Regions from separate parts of the Mus musculus genome. Here region 2 is linked to region 1. Evidence: chromatin contacts called from public HiChIP or PLAC-seq data. All regions are on one chromosome and are shown on one strand. The core of a region is the stretch at or near the end of the contact, and the rest is flanking DNA. Distances in the headings are between cores, read along the strand shown. Region 1 has its middle 17 kb from the start of B830017H08Rik. Region 2 has its middle 20 kb from the start of 4933432I09Rik.

Region 1 (7,657 bases), core at 1,532-4,031:
GTGTGCTATGGCAGTCAGAGGCAGCTTTGCAGAGGCAGCACTTTCCTTTCAGTGTGGAGAGAACTGGTCAGGCTTATGAAGTAATTGTATCTGCCTGGTGAGCCAGAGTGGCTTGTTACTGCTAGAGCACGTCCCAGGCCACCCATCCATCAAGGTTTTCTTACTCTGTAGCCCTGACTGTCCTGGAACTAGCTATGTAGACCAGGCTTTGCCTCAAATTTAAAGATCCACCTGTATATGCACAACTCCTGGTTCTTCAAGGTTTCCACTTCTGGAAAGTTGAGAGAAATTTCTACTGAGAGCCTGGGGCTCCTGACAGTGACCTGGAAACCAGTGACCCTATGAGGACCTTTCTGGAACTCTTCCCAGCATCAGAATTGGGCTTGGGATAATTTCTTGGCTTCGTCAAGTGAGTTTCCAAATTTCTACTCCTGTGAACTGGGACCAGGAGGAAGTAAAACATGAGGAACTCTAAGAAGTAGATCATCTTTGCCCACTGTCTTTGCCCTCTGCTTGTTTATACAGCTTTAGGAGTTGAGGAAATAGGCCAGTTGGTAAAGCACTTACTGTATCAACAAGAAGGCCCGCGCTTCATGCTCAGTGCACACACACAAGGATGCTTGTAATAGGCATACTTGAGATTCCAGCACTGACGAGGTGGGGGACAGGCAGAGTCCTGGGATTTACCACTCAGCATAGCTTCATCACTGAGCCCTAGATCCTAGAGAAAGATGCTGACAAATGGTTCTTGAAGAAAGATCCCTTCGCTTCCTAATTCAGCTAGCCCTAGGAGTCCTTCTGTCTCTGCTTCCCCAGCCCTGGAATTAAAAGCATGTTACCAATCCTGGCTTCCTATGTAGGTGCTTGGGATCTGAACATAGGCATGTGTCACTAATCTTAACTTCTAGTCTTTTTTTTTTTTTTTTTTTTTTGCTGCGTGTGTTTGGCATATGTGTATGCGTGAGTGTGTGCACCCATGTGTTCATTTGCAGAGGCCAGAAGAGGACATCAAGTGTCTTGTTCCATCACTCTCTGACTTTTTCCTTCAAGACAGGAGCTAGGATGGCAGCCAACAAGGCTCAGAGATCCTCCTGTCCCTCCTTGATTCAGCATTGGGAGGGTATGTGTGCTCTGGGGACTAGAACTCAGGTTTTTATGTTGTCACCTCTGTGACATTTCTCCAGAGCTTTTAATTTGTGTGTGTATCTGTGTGTGCATGCTTGTGGGGAGACACCAGGTGCCTTCCTTTATGGCTTTCTACATTAGTTGTTTATTTTGAGATGGTCTCACTATAGAGCTCTGGCTGGCCCAGAACTCTCTCTCTCTGTAGACCAGTCTGGCATCAAACTCACAGAGATTCTCCTGCCTCTGCCTCCCAAGTGCTGATATGAAAGGCATGAGCTACCACATGTGGATCTACTTTATTTTTCAAGCCAGGTTTCTGTGGATGGAGAGATGGCTTGGTAGAAAGTGCACGGACTGCTCTTCCAGAGGACACGGGTTTATCCAGTCCTAGGGGATCTAATCTACTTTTCTGGCCTCTGTGGGTACCAGGCACCCAGGCAATGCACTAGCATACATGTAGGCAAAGCACCTAAATAACAATTAAAAATTCACTGGGAAATGTCAGGGTCTCACTAGTTCAGCTAGACTGGCTGGCTGGAGAGCTTCAAGAGCCTGCTGGTTCCTGTTCTGCTCAGAGGTGGGCGTACACCTGTCCACTACACCTGGCTTTCACACAGGTTATGGAGGTGCACACTCAGGCCTTCACACTTGCATGGCAAAAAGCAGTTTACCCACTTACACATCTGCACAGCCCTTATTTTCTTTTAAAAGAAAATGCCAGCTGGGAGGAGGTGATGCACACCTTTCATTCCAGCACTTGGTAGGCCAAGGCCAGTCTGATCTGTGGGAAGAGTTCCAGGACAACCGGGGCTACACGGAGAAACTCTATTTCATAAATAAATAAATAAATAAATAAGACAATTTTTAAAAAGAAAGGAAGGAAGGAAGAGAGAGGAGAGAGAGAGAGAGAGAGAGAGAGAGAGAGAGAGAGAGAGAGAGAGAGAAGGAAAAATGCCTGTGTCTAGCTGCAAAAACTCTCATGGCTCTGGCCCCACTAAGCATGTTGGTAGGATGACTTCTTCCCTAGCCATGACCATATCTAGTAGGAGGGAATGGCTTGTGAGAGACTACTTTAAGGTCAAGCCAGGCTTTTTCACCTGGAGGGACAGTCGTCTGGCTCTGAGAATCTAGAGCTGATGACTTGGGAGAGTGGGGAAGTAACCGGCGAGTGTCACCCTGATTGACAGATTTGTTCTCCAGGGGTCAGTTGTATCACACACAGCTTTGCTATGCTCAAAGCATTTATGGGGTCCATGCCACTCGCCTTGGTATTCCCTGCATCCAGCAGGCTGCCAGGCATGGAGCTCAGCAAGCCCCTATTGAACTCCTCACAGTGCAACCTCTGGCGCTCCAAGTGTGAGTTCCAGCAGAAATCCTTCCCGCCCTGGAAAGCCTTCTCTCCCGGGGTGAACCTTCCTGTGTGTGGTAAGACAGTGGTTCTGGGTGAAGGTCTTGCCGCACTTGTGGCATTTGTAGGGCTTCTCGCCAGTTTGGCTGCACCATGAGGTAGGAGTACAAGCTGAAGGCCTTAACGCACTCGAAGCACCGGAACGACTTCTCCCCGCTGTGGGTGCGCTGGTGCACCCCATGTCCCAGGGGCAGCAGAGCCGCACTCGCAGTACTTGAAGGGCATGTCGCCGTGTGCGCCCTCTGGTGGAGGGCGAGGCCCGCGCGCCTGTGGGAGGCCTTGGCGCAGTCCCAGCACTTGAGTGGCTTGTGGCCACGGTGGATCTCCTCGTGCACGGTGAGCGAAGAGTGGCAGGCGAAGGCCTTGCCACAGCCGCACCTGCAGGGCCTCTCACCCGTGTGGCCGTAGAGGTGGCGGGTGAGGTGCGTGCGCTGGTTGAAGGCCTTGGCGCACTCGGCGGCGCATGCGTAGGGTCTCACCCCGATGCGCGCTGGGCGGTGCGTGCTGAACAGCGAGCTGCCCCTGGAGGCCTTCTCGCGGGCACCGCGCTTGTAGGGCCGATCGCCCGCGTGCACCGCGGGTGCGCGTTGGGGCATGAGTAGCAGCGTGGCTGCGCTGGTGCTCCACGAGGTCGGCGCTCCAGAGGCCTTGCTGCACTCGTGGCATCTGAAGGCCATTGCGCAAGTGCAGCGAAAGGGCCGGGAGCTTTGCAGGAATACCTTCCCGCACTGGCTGACTTGCTCTCCGCAGCGTCAGTGCCCACCCACCTCATGCTGTCTGTGCTCTCGTGTAGATTGCCTGGGCTCTTCTGACGGTTGCTGTGCTCTTTGGTGGTTCTGAGGCAGTCCCTTTGTGGACTGGATGTCCTTGCTGCATCTGGCAGATGAGTGTTCAGTGAGAGTGCCTTGATCAAAGGAGAGGGGGCACCCTAGAGGGACAGCCTCCTCAGTCCCACTGTGGCTGCCAAGGCTCTCCTTTATGAGGTCGCTCCCACTAGCAATAGGAGCTGGCTTCCACAGCGCAGCCTCGCTCCCCAGTGCAGTGTCATTCTGCAGCTCCCAGGCCAGGATACTACCTGGGCTGCCTCCCATCTGACCTGCCTGAGAATCAAAGCCTGATATAGCCCTGTATTGTAAATGTCCTCCAATTATCTCAGGCTCCACCTTCCAATCTCTAAGAGATTGAAGCAGAGTTTTCTGTACGGAGCAGAAGCATGGCCCTGGAGCTCAGACTGGGTTGCTGGACTGGAGTTGCAAATAAACCAGAAAATTAAATAGAAAACCAAAAGCACCCGGAAGTCCAGAGGCACAAAAGCAGAGTGCCCAAGTGAACCGCCAAAGGAACTCTTCCAGCTGAAGACCCAGCCAGGCTTCTAATCAATCCCCGAGGGCTGAGATCAGGATCAGGTCTCGGGATCAGGAGCTGATTCAGTCCCAGATACATCCACCCACAGATTGCACTGGCATAAACTCAAGTCTAAAAATGTGAGCCAGCAGTTCTGTGGTGCCTCAGGGGAAAGAGGACTGCCTCCTCTCACTCTTTAGTACTCCGTCCCAACAGCTGGCGCTGCTTGAACACATCAGAAACGTAGCAGCAGACCTCTTGATGGGTTTGCCTCCTAGGATGTCCTCTGTGGAGCTATCCTGTGAGGTAGTGCGTGTGCACAAGGGCTGCCCCAACCTCACTTTCCTTGCTCACCTCTGACCTCGGCAGTGTGCTATATCTGACTACTCAGGAACAACTCCACTGTTGCCTCTGACCGGGGAGATTCTCACCTTACTCTGCAGGAGTTTAGTTTGAGATAGAACAGTGCTTCTCAAAAAGATACAAGAAGTAGGCCTGGCATGGTGGCTCACATCTTTAATCCCACTGCTCAGGATGCAGAGGCTGTTGAATCTCTGTGAGTTCGAGGCCAGCCTGTCTACATAGTGAGCATAGGACAGCCAGGGCTGTGTAGAGAGACCCCTGTTTCAAAAAACAAAAATAAAACAATCATACAAGAAGTTGCATTTTCTCTTGGAGGAGACCAGACAACCAAATTAGATGGGTTGCACCCACTTATCTGCACTTGGACTCCAAAAAGGGCCTTTTCCACTACTGGGGTGGCCTCTGTGCTGCTGAGAGACTTACTTTCTAAGTCTATTTTCTCCACAAGCTCTCAATATAGTATAGGGGTTCTCAGCTACAGAGGAAGGGGACAGTCAGAATTGACTCCTGAAGGGTAGAGAGCAGGCAGCTAGATGCAGGATGAGCAGGAGAGAGCCCATGTTAGGTGTGCAGGCAAGAGTGGAAGTGAGGATGTGAAGGGTAAATTCTAGGAGAGTGGCCCTTTGAGTGCAGGGGAGGAGGGACTGTGGCAGAGGGTCCTGGGGAGACACTCTCACCACACGATGAGTAGTATATATAAAAGGGAACATTAAAGATGACTCTGTGCACAATCCAGGAGGCCAGGTAAGGATAACTTGGCAAAAACAGCCTTCAAACTGGCATTGCAGTTATGAATATGAATATGAGACAGGGAACCTCAGACTCAAGAAGGTGGCAGGAAGGAGGATAGAGAAGGCAGAACCTGGCCATGCCCAAAACCTAGGTGGCCAGAGAAGATTTGCTACATCCATTCCAGTAGTGACTGGCGTGACAGGCCTAGAAACCTGGAAGTAGTCCCGAGGCAAAAAGTTCACAGAAACTTAGTCTCCTGGAGCCATGGCATCCCATAGCACATATGCTCCAATTTTGCCCTTGCGTTAGTCAGAGTATGGATCTGTCTGCTTTCTTTCAGTATTGTTTTATTATAGGTGTCTCCAAGCAATGACTTGCCAAATACCTAAGCAAAATTGAACTTTACTTCCTGGCCTTCACCAATACCCTAGGTAGTCCTTGAGCCAACTCTGGGCTTGGAATTCAGTAAGAATGTTGCCTATTCACTGACATTCAGAATTGCCTTTGGTATTGTAAGAGAGATAGTGAAAGAATTCAGGCATTACTATCTACTACATAGAGTTAGAAATCTCAGGGCAAGTTTAGCAACGTAAGTTTAGAATTTTTATTATAGCTATGTATGGCAGACTACATTACTCATTAGTAGAAAGTCCCCCCACACTATCACTTAGAATAAAAGCCAAGTTGTTCCCATATACAGGAATTTACAATGGTTTAGGAAGTAGATTCGGCTGTTGTTTTAGAGTATTGCATTATTCATGAGAAGGTTAGCTAGAATGGAACTCCCTAATTAGAACCATGACTTGGGTGTGAAAGCCCTTGCCCCAGGAGTGTAAAGACCTCACACCTGGCTTCTAAGAATATAGCTGACCTTAGATAGAGCTGAATTTGTTTCAGTTGTTTTATTGCCCAGTTCCTGTCAGTCTTTGTGTTTGCATTCCTCTGTTTTGTGTTAGAGTCACTAAGCATCCGGTAACCTCATTGTACCTTGCCGATGTGTCACCTAACTTCCCTATTTTCTTCTGTATTAAAAGTCTGGTGCTTACTTTGAGAAATTACATTCAGATACCACACTCCCTTGTGTTCATGTCTGTTTGTCACCCTTTTCTCGAGATTTACAAATGGGTGGGAAGAGGAAGTTTGGAGAGGGGCCAGTGAATGGAACAACATGAGGCAGAGGCACACCTTGGAAGACCACAGTCCTCATCACTACACTGCAAGCAGATGGTACTGCAGTTGGTTAGGTTGAGAAAACAAGGGTCCAAGTCAGAAGGAAAGAGAGAGCGAGGGCAACACTCAGGGGATGGCAGGGCCCTGAGTATGATGAGCATTATACACTCACAGTGAGGAAAGTAAGGTTGCCAAGGGCACAGAAAGCACCAAGCAAATCGTGCAGCTTGTATGATAGTGTGTGGGTGCAGTATCTGCACATAGCTCTCAGGACCTCAGGGCCCGCCTCCAGGACACTTAGGGAAGCCCAGATCTCTTATGCAAGTGCTGTGATTGCCCTACACAAACATCCACTCATAAACTCAACTTATCCTTAGACGATGTCTGAGACCCTAGACCAGTGGTTTCCAACTTGTGGGTCATGACCCCTTTGTGGGTTTGAATGACCCTTTCACATGGGGCCACCTAAGACCATCAGAAACACAGATGTTTACATTATGATTCGTGACAGTAGCACAATTAGAGTTATGGAGTAGCAACAAAAATAACTTTATGGTTGGGGGTCACCACAACATGAGGGACTGTATAAAAGGGTCACAGCATGAGGAAGGTTGAGAACCACTGTCCTAGACAATGGTAGCACTGGGTGTTGTGCTGTGCTGTGCTGCGCTGTGCTGTGCTGCGGAAGGGACAAAGATGAGAACACAAGTGTGCACTAGTGTGCAGGACAGACATAATTTCCCCCGTATGTGCACTCTGAGGATGGTTGAGCATGTAGATGCAGTGTCCACATGTGTAGAGCCCACCTGTGGGAAAACGGAAGAAAAAGTAAAGTAAGAACTGTGTCCTGGAGGGAAGAAAACCTAGGTGGGATTTCAGTACCTCTATTATCTTAATTTTCAGGAAACCCATATATTAGACATACAAAAGTGTTACTTAAAAAATGTAATTTTGGTAAAGAGGGCAGAGAAGGCAAAAGAAGCTGGGGCCAGAAACAGAGTCCAAACTTTGGGAATTTGGTTAACACAGTGCCTGTGGCAGGTTGGAGACTGGGGCATGAAGACAGAACTGGGGTTGAGAATGTAAGACGCCCACCTGGCTCCTGTATCCACACACCAGGCACTCTCTGTGCCCACACACCCAGGCACACACCCAAGCCCCAGACAGATCTTTCCTGTACAGAAAGGAGGTGGACACTCTCTGAAATGCTATGTTCATTTGACAGCTCCTGGGAGATGGAGAACTGTTTTGTTTGTCTTCTTGTTTTTATTAATATTGTAGGTTGGTACCCTGGTAGGCTGACTACACACCAGAGCAAGACCCAAACCCAAGACTAGCTGGGTAATACCAACTGGTAAAGAAGGAAAAAAGTCATTTCAAAGTTGGGTGAGAAGCAAAGGGAGGTTTGGTGAGGGTACAGTTGGGGGTGGTAAAGTATGCTCAAAATAAATTGTAAGAACTTTTGAATAAAACATTTTTATTAAATATTAAGTTAGATGTCTTTGTTGTTGTTTT
Region 2 (7,657 bases), core at 3,515-6,014, 380 kb after region 1:
CTCTCTAGAAGATTCGGGAATTACAACTCCTTGTTAGACAGAGTTCCCAGGTAGAGAAGAGGAGTCTGATTGAGGCCCGTAAGCTTTGGGAAAGGCCCCTGTCTGCTGGGGTGGGAAGCAGATGGGCCTGCATCACAGCCAACTCCATCAGCCATGCATCCTGAGCTTGGGGTCTCAGACCTGTCCCTGTCATACATGTTCATGACAGATCCAGTCCCTAGGCTCACACAGCACAGAGTGGAATAGCCAATGACAAGGCGTTGGGTGCCACAGGAAGCCAGAGTGGCCAGCCAGCATGAGCACTCAGGGCTCTGGGCTACTGTCTTCACTGTTCATGTGAATGGACAGTACTGGGCCTGCCTCAGAGTGGAGAAGGCAGGCAAGTAGACGTTGAGCCTCAATTCAAGTCCACATAGAGCCATGAGGCAAGAAAGGACTTAAAGCCCAGGCTAGACAGGCCACAGCCATGATGGTCCTGGTTGACCAGTACCGGCTTTGGCTGCATTGAAAGATCTTCATCCACCACCACCCCCAACTTCTTCCTTCCTCACCCCTTCCAAACCATGCTCTGTCACAGCTGTGCAGAGGCCCGTGTTCTGCCCCACCCTGCCTCCACCCATCCACCCCCCTCACTGCTGTTTACTTGAGGGGTTTCAAATGGATTTTCACTTAAGTGATTATATTTTGAAAGGAAATCTTACAGCAGTGCTGGAAATGGAAAACAAGCACGGAGGGTGGCAAATAGAAGGGATCCACACAAATAGAAGGAAAACAAAGCATGTTATGAAATCCCAGAGAAGCCCATGGCCAGCAGCCCAGATCCACTCAGACCAGGAGGAAACTGCAGGGCCCAGTGACACCTTAGGCAGACCTTAGGCAGACCTTAGGCAGACCCTGGAGTGCTCGGGACACTAGATTCTGGCTCTAGTCACACCTTAATTCCAAATGTGACCTGAGTCCCAGACACACCTTCATTCTGGATTCTAGATACACCTTGATTCTGGGTTCAGTCACAACTTTAATCCTGGAGGTTTATGGATCCTGTTCATATTTGTTTTCTGGGTCTTGATTTCACATTGATTCTGGATCTAGTCAAAGCATTAATCCAAGATGCTATTCAGATCTGGGACCTGAGCCCTGGTTATACCTCCATTCCAGATTGACACCTGACTTTTTGGATCACAATTACATCTGGTTTCTGGGTCATGTGGTCATATCTGGTTTCTGAGTCTACCTTGACTCTGGGCGTTTTTCACAGGTTGGTTCTGGGAGCCACTGGGCCATACTTGGATTTTACTTTGGCTACACTTGGAAGAGGAGGAGGAGGAGGAGGAGGAGGAGGTGGAAGAGGAGGAGAAGGAGAAGGAGGAGGACCTGCCTCAAAGTTTCATTCACAAGGACAGCACCTTACACAATGCTGAGAACATCCTTGCCGAGAATGTGCTCGGGGAAGCATTACAGAAGCCTGCCTGTGAGTGCTGTTACGTATGGACATGAAATACCTGAATCTTGACCACAGATCAGAGGTGTCATGAAATCCCACAAGGCCCCATCTGCTGCAGGCTGAAGCCCATGCCCAGCAGCCTAGATCCTCTGAGACCAGGAGGAAATGCAAGGTCCTATCACATCCGTCTTAGACCCTAGCTGTACTTCTTAGTGCTTGTCACAGTGAATTCTGGGTTCAGTTCTGGGGATAGAGATTCCCACTCACACTACCTACCCTGGCTCCAGGTCCCAGGCAGCCTGCTCTCCTGGTGCAGCATAGGAGAAAGAGACAGCTTAGCTTAGCACCACGCACCCACACTACCTGCTTATCTATCTCTTAGGCTCACCTATACCTACATGCCACAAGCACTGAAAAGCTCAGGCTTTTCTGGTGATTTTTTTCCAGATAGACCTATAGGAGCCTCATCCATCCACATCAGTAAGTAGGCCTCAATCCCAGCTTCACTTCAATAGCAAGACAACTCCCACCCAAATGACAGCTGGCAGTTTTCCTGTTGTTTTGAGCAAAGCCATAGGACATCCAGCCCACCCACTGGCCTGAACAGGAGAGATAGGCTCCGCGTGGCTCAGCCTTTAAACAGCGCAGGCCTTGTCAGTGCCTTGGTGGGTGTCCCCCCATCTCAAGCACAGCAACCAGGAGAAAGTGCTCAGGATAAAAGTTCAGACTTGCGAAAGGCCCTTCCTTAATTAAAAGACAGACTTGCCTCTCCTGAACTGATTCCTAGGCAGAATGGATGTTACTCAGGGAGATGCACACACCTCTCAGGGTCCATGGGCATGGGAGAACACTAACTGCAGCCAGCACTTGGTCATTCAACCTTCAGACATCTCAAACTATTAACCCCTGGTTCTGAAGCCTGACCTACCCAAGGGGTCCTGGGACTGACCCATGCATTCATTGTAGCCATAAAAGCCCATACCCAGAAGCCTCTTGTAAGGTCAGTATTTGTATGTGGTGCCCTTTGGATGTGGCAGCTGTCTCCAGGCAAAGCCTGAGAGTGAGGATCTAAGTGGAAGGACAGAAGCATTTCAAAACCTAGACAGCCTGTGGCCAGAGTGGGCTCAGGCATCCTCCTCCTGTTCATGGAGGCCCACCATTCATGAGGTGGTCTCACCACCCACCTTGACACTTCACTGTCAACTTGACTGGATTCAGAATAACCTTGCAGGTTTTTATAAGAGGGGGCTGGAGAGATGGCTCTGGTGTTAGACCATGATCCAGATTTAGTTACCAGCCTCCATGGCAGCTCACAATCACCTGTAACTCCAGTGCCAGGGGATCTGATGGCCTCTGAGGAGACCAATACATCCATTCATGCAGGCATACACATACATACATACATACATGCATGAATACATCATACATACATACATACATACATACATAAAAACAAAGAGGACATGAAATCAGGAGGGGGATATGGGGCAGGTTTTAGGAAAAGTCGGAGCAGGGAATGGAAGTAAATATCATCAAATATAGTGTATGCATATATGAAAGTCTTAAATAGAAAATAAAGCCGTGCAGGAGACAGCATTGTGGGGTCTGTAAGTGCAGCTCCAGAGAGTTTAGCTGGGGAGAGACGACCCGCCTGCCACCTCCAGTTCCTGCGCATTCCTGCCGTGGGGGAACGCACCCTCAAGCTGTGAGCCACGGTAAAACATTTCTTTCTTAAGTTGCTCTCCTCAGGTACTTTGTCACAGCAACTGGAGAGTATGCAGAGGACACCATGTTTCCAGGAATCCAAACCAACCGTACCCCATGCACAGGCACACACAGCCCTCTCTGTGTCTCCAGCCCTGGTGTGTCCCTTGGAGCCACAACTCCCATTCCCCCCACATTGCCTTACCCTCCCCCCCCCACCCCCTACCCCCACTCCCACCTCACCCCTGAAGAGAGGAGGAGCCTCCAGGGTCACAGCAGGGCTCCTGCCCCACGTGTTTGTCCAGTCCTGTGTGGTGACTGTCTCCAGAGAGCCCGACCCAACAGGAACAGAGGTGGGAAAGACTGTGGGGTGGCAACTAGAAACCCCTTGTTCCTGAACTGGTGCTATAAGGAGATCCAACTGAAATTCCCCAGTTGGGAGGTGTCTGTCCTTACACACAAAGTCAAGGCACGGCCTAGGCACAGCAGTGTGGCAGTCCTCATAGGAATCGGGGCCCAAAGTATCTGTATTGCCGGACCCAGGGAAGTAACTGCCATGGAGGGTCACAGAGCCCTGTGTCCAGTAGACAGGACAGGAGAGCCAAAACATGGCTGCAAAGGCCAGCCCTTGCACAAGGGACCAGAAAGCACAAAAGCTGCGCCCCTCAGCCTGAGAGTTTGTCTCCCATCCTTCTGGGCCAGCTTCCAGCACTGAAGATCCACCAGCTTTCCTGGTTTACCATGTGCCCGTCACACAGCTCTGCTCAGGCTCAGGCAGGCCAGAGACAGTGCTCACTTCACACCTTCCCCTCCCACACAGTTCTTCGGAATACAGTGGCCACTGCCAGCAAGGACCCCTGGGAAATCAGCTGATGCCAATAAACCTCCCTCGGATACCGTAGGGTCCCCAGTGTACCATTGCTCTTCCACATCAACCAGTCCACCGCAGCTGTGTCTCGGAGCCCTCATCCATCAGAGGCGGGGTCAGCCCAGGGCTGCTTTCCCACAGCCTGTAGCCCACCCAGAGCTCAAACCCTCAGTAGTGCCTCTCAGCACTTGCCTGGCTCCATTGCTGGGGCTGCAGCTCATCCAGCATCATGGTCAGGAGTCGGGTACTGGCTGGGCTTGCCACCCGCCAGCCTGACATTTCCAAATAGGCTAGCAGTGCTTTGTCAGCAGGCAGAACACGCACTGTCAGCAGCTCCCCAGATACCAAATGCCAGTGTGGCTACCCAGGCATGGCAGGATGAGGCCTGGACTGGGCGTGGGTGCAAGAGCTGTGGACGGGAGTCCTGGGGCTGCCCTGGGGAGAATGAGCTGATCTTTGCCAGCCAGCCAGCTCCAGTCTTTTCTGGCCAAAACCCCGCAAGGCTCCACCCTTCCCTCTCTCATAACAGGTGTCCACCGTAGCCCTGGGTGGGCCTCAGCACCCAGCAACTCTCGTTGGACTGTATAGCCTGCTTCTCCCCAGGTGTCTGCACGGTCTAAAAATCAAAGCCACGGCTACCCCAAGAGTCCCAGCATGGGCTTTAGGGAGCATTTCCTACCACATTGCTGGGCCCAGCCTGGACAGCCAGCTGGGACTGGGAGAGCAGACAACAGCCAGCTCCATGGGCCCAGGCAAGTCTATTGAAAGAAAACGTGGGTGAGGCCAAGCCCCGCCCACAGCTCCACAGTTCCCTGGAGGGCCTCACCCACCAGCAGGTTGGCATTCAGGGTGGGGAAGCAAAGACAGTGACTGGAAGATGAAGTGTGAATGACTCACGGGTGTCACAGCTCCTTGACTTTCAAGGAAGTTAGAATAGACTGAAGCCAGTCCTAGATTGTGGTAATTGCTCATAGCAGCGCGGGCCAATTAGCATGTGACTGAGGAAATGAAAACAAGACTTTTTTCTCCTGTTAAAATATTTCAATACAAAATGTAGGAGGCTCTGCTGCTAAATGGAGTCTGCCTGTGAGGAGGACACTGTGCAGGAGACTCACTTGGGTCCTAGTACACATGTCCCAGGAATATGACCCCTGCCAGTACATGACCCCAGGAGGACATAAGCCTGGGAGGAATTCACGTTTACTCCAGCCCACGTGGAGAGTGCCATCCAGTTCAGTAATTAACAGTCATATTGTGCCCGGTGATATCATCAGCTGGGGCAAATCAAGGGGGGGGGGTGAGATGGGCAGGGGCAGCTGGGGCAGCTGGAGCAGGTGGGGAGGTAAGATGGGCAGGGGCAGCTGGGGCAGCTGGGGAGGTGAGATGGGCAGGGGCAGCTGGGGCAGGTAGGGCAGCTGGGGAGGTGAGATGGGCAGGGGCAGCTGGGGCAGGTAGGGCAGCTGGGGAGGTGAGATGGGCAGGGGCAGCTGGGGCAGGTATAGATGGTAGAGCAGGTACTGCTGGGTAGCAAGATAATACCTGAGGATGTGAACTGATGGAGAGGAGACCTGGGTCTGCAGAGCAGGTGCTGGGCCCTGTTCCTGCTGTGGCTGGAGTGCAGCAAGGAAGATGGAGGCTTCTTGGTCTTTTGCTCAGAGTCCCCTCTTCCCCTGTGCCTCTTGGGGACTCCAGCACCTCCAATAAGGTCCGAGCAAGTGCAGAACTTTTATCAAAGGCTGTTCCTGGCAATGCCCTACTGTGGACTACCTCCCCACTTTTAGCAGGGCCTCATCTGCCTCTGTACCCATAGGAAGGTATTGGGGCTCTGGTGGTATAGTCCCCGCAGCTGGCAGCCCCAGCACTCCCTTTGTACTTGTGTCTTCCTTGTGACACCCCAGAGCTGGCAGAAGACTGACAGAAGCGAGCCAGGGCCCCTCAGCATACTGGGCACATCACCTCTCCCTCTCTGCAACTCTGCAGCATCTTTGAGCTGGTTACCATCAGCATCCCTGGGATCACAGTCACAACATATGAGTGGGAGGCTAAGTCACTGATCCCAACAGTTAGAACATAGCAGGGCCACCTTCTTAGAGTTGAGTCCTGACAGACAAGCTTACTGGGGCAGGACCCTGCCCAGCCTACCTTGTTCTCAAAGTCAGTTCTTCTTCTTGAAGGTCTTCTCAGGGCTGTGGATACCCACACTTGCTAACAGGGCTGCCAGGCCTAACTCAGGCCGATTGGTGGCTGATTGATGGGTAATTGTTTTACCTCTGAACAACCCAAGCCCCATAATTTCAAGGCATAAATCCCAGCCTGTCGGGCTTGGCTGACATGCAATGACACCCAGAATTAAACGGGAGCATAACAATTAACAGCCCATAAAAGTGTTTCTAACGGAGCTAGCCAGGGAGCACTACCAACAGGCTCCATCCCCTGGTGGGGATCCACACAGAGGCCATGTCCAGGAGGGAAGCGCTGCTCACTCTTCTCACCAACAGCTCCCACTCCTGGGATAAAATCACACCCTGGATTCAGCACTGCCCAGGCCCACACCCTGCTTGGGCGAGGCCCCTAAACCAGAGATCCTTAATCCTGCCACCCCCTCAGCTCCTGGTATGACAGGCACTATGAGCCCCCCCCCAACCCTCCCCAGTCATTTGGAGGTCACTAGTGAACATGTGCAGCCATATGCAGAGGTAGAAATCAAGAGCCAAACTCCAAGCGGCCCACAATGCCCTACCCAGTCATTCCCACAGCTCCATCTACCCTACCCTACTCTACCCTACCCTTGTTCCCAGTGTCACCATGCTCAGACAAGCGCTCATATTCAGCCTCACACCAGGGTCATTTTGGAGGAAACCACACTAAGAGAGGCCAGCAGGCTGTCCCCAGGACTCCCGTGCGCTTCACTCTTAGGACCATATGGAGGCCTACAGGGTCCAGAGCTCTTTTAGAGAATGTTCAGCCCACTCCTGCTCCTGCTCCTGCTTTTGACCTCTCTAGCACCTGCCCTCAGAGTTGCAAAGCTTGGGAGCCTCAGGCCTGGACAGCAGTGAAAACAAAGGTTCCTCCTTTCAGATCCCCACAGGGTCTCCAGCTCCGGAGCTGAGCTGGGGAGCAAGGCCTCTGAGAAGTGAGGAAACATGATTGACCCCAGTAGCTCCTGCCTCTGACGCTGAAGTCCCCACCGTCAAGGTGTCCTTGGGTTCGGCCATTCCTGTGCACAGAGGACAAGGATAGAGCTGGGAGCTTCCTAGGGACCCAGCTTGAGGTCCTACAGGTGAGTCAGTGACTCTCGACCCTGCAGCCAAGTGACCAAGGCTGACTAGGGCCCCTCATCACAGTGGACACTCAGCCTTGCCCTGTCAGTGACTCTGCAGTATCTTTAAACAGATCACCCTCTGCTGCCACATCTCAGCCTGTGAGGACAAAACCACGGGAATCTAGAGGAGCCTTGCCAGCCTGTTCCAAGGACATCATAGTGGCACATAGGTGTCTACTGTCCCCACCATGCACAAGTAGCAGAGCCTCCCAGATCCCCTCTCCATCCTGAAGGGTCCTGACACCGTAGGACTGAGGCTTCAGACCCATGGGTGCCACACTGCAGACTCTCGCTGCCTTGGCATAGCACCCATGCTGAG

What was found. HiChIP or PLAC-seq counts read pairs in DNA pulled down with a chosen protein or histone mark.
Region 2: an HNF4G HiChIP or PLAC-seq map of pancreatic cancer cells shows a contact between it and region 1. The contact joins two enhancer-like sites.

The regions. Positions count from the first base shown.
Region 1 is chr16:17,812,725-17,820,381 of GRCm38.p6, forward strand. It overlaps the pseudogene Zfp520-ps. Among named protein-coding and RNA genes, the nearest start is that of B830017H08Rik, 17 kb to the right of the region's middle. Within about 2 kb of position 2,782, at least 112 of the 459 cell types and tissues checked have an H3K27ac peak or open chromatin away from gene starts, as enhancers often do. A contact at or near this core is called in pancreatic cancer cells, where this site is marked.
Region 2 is chr16:18,190,402-18,198,058 of GRCm38.p6, forward strand. No RefSeq gene overlaps it. Among named protein-coding and RNA genes, the nearest start is that of 4933432I09Rik, 20 kb to the right of the region's middle. Within about 2 kb of position 4,765, at least 123 of the 459 cell types and tissues checked have an H3K27ac peak or open chromatin away from gene starts, as enhancers often do. A contact at or near this core is called in pancreatic cancer cells, where this site is marked.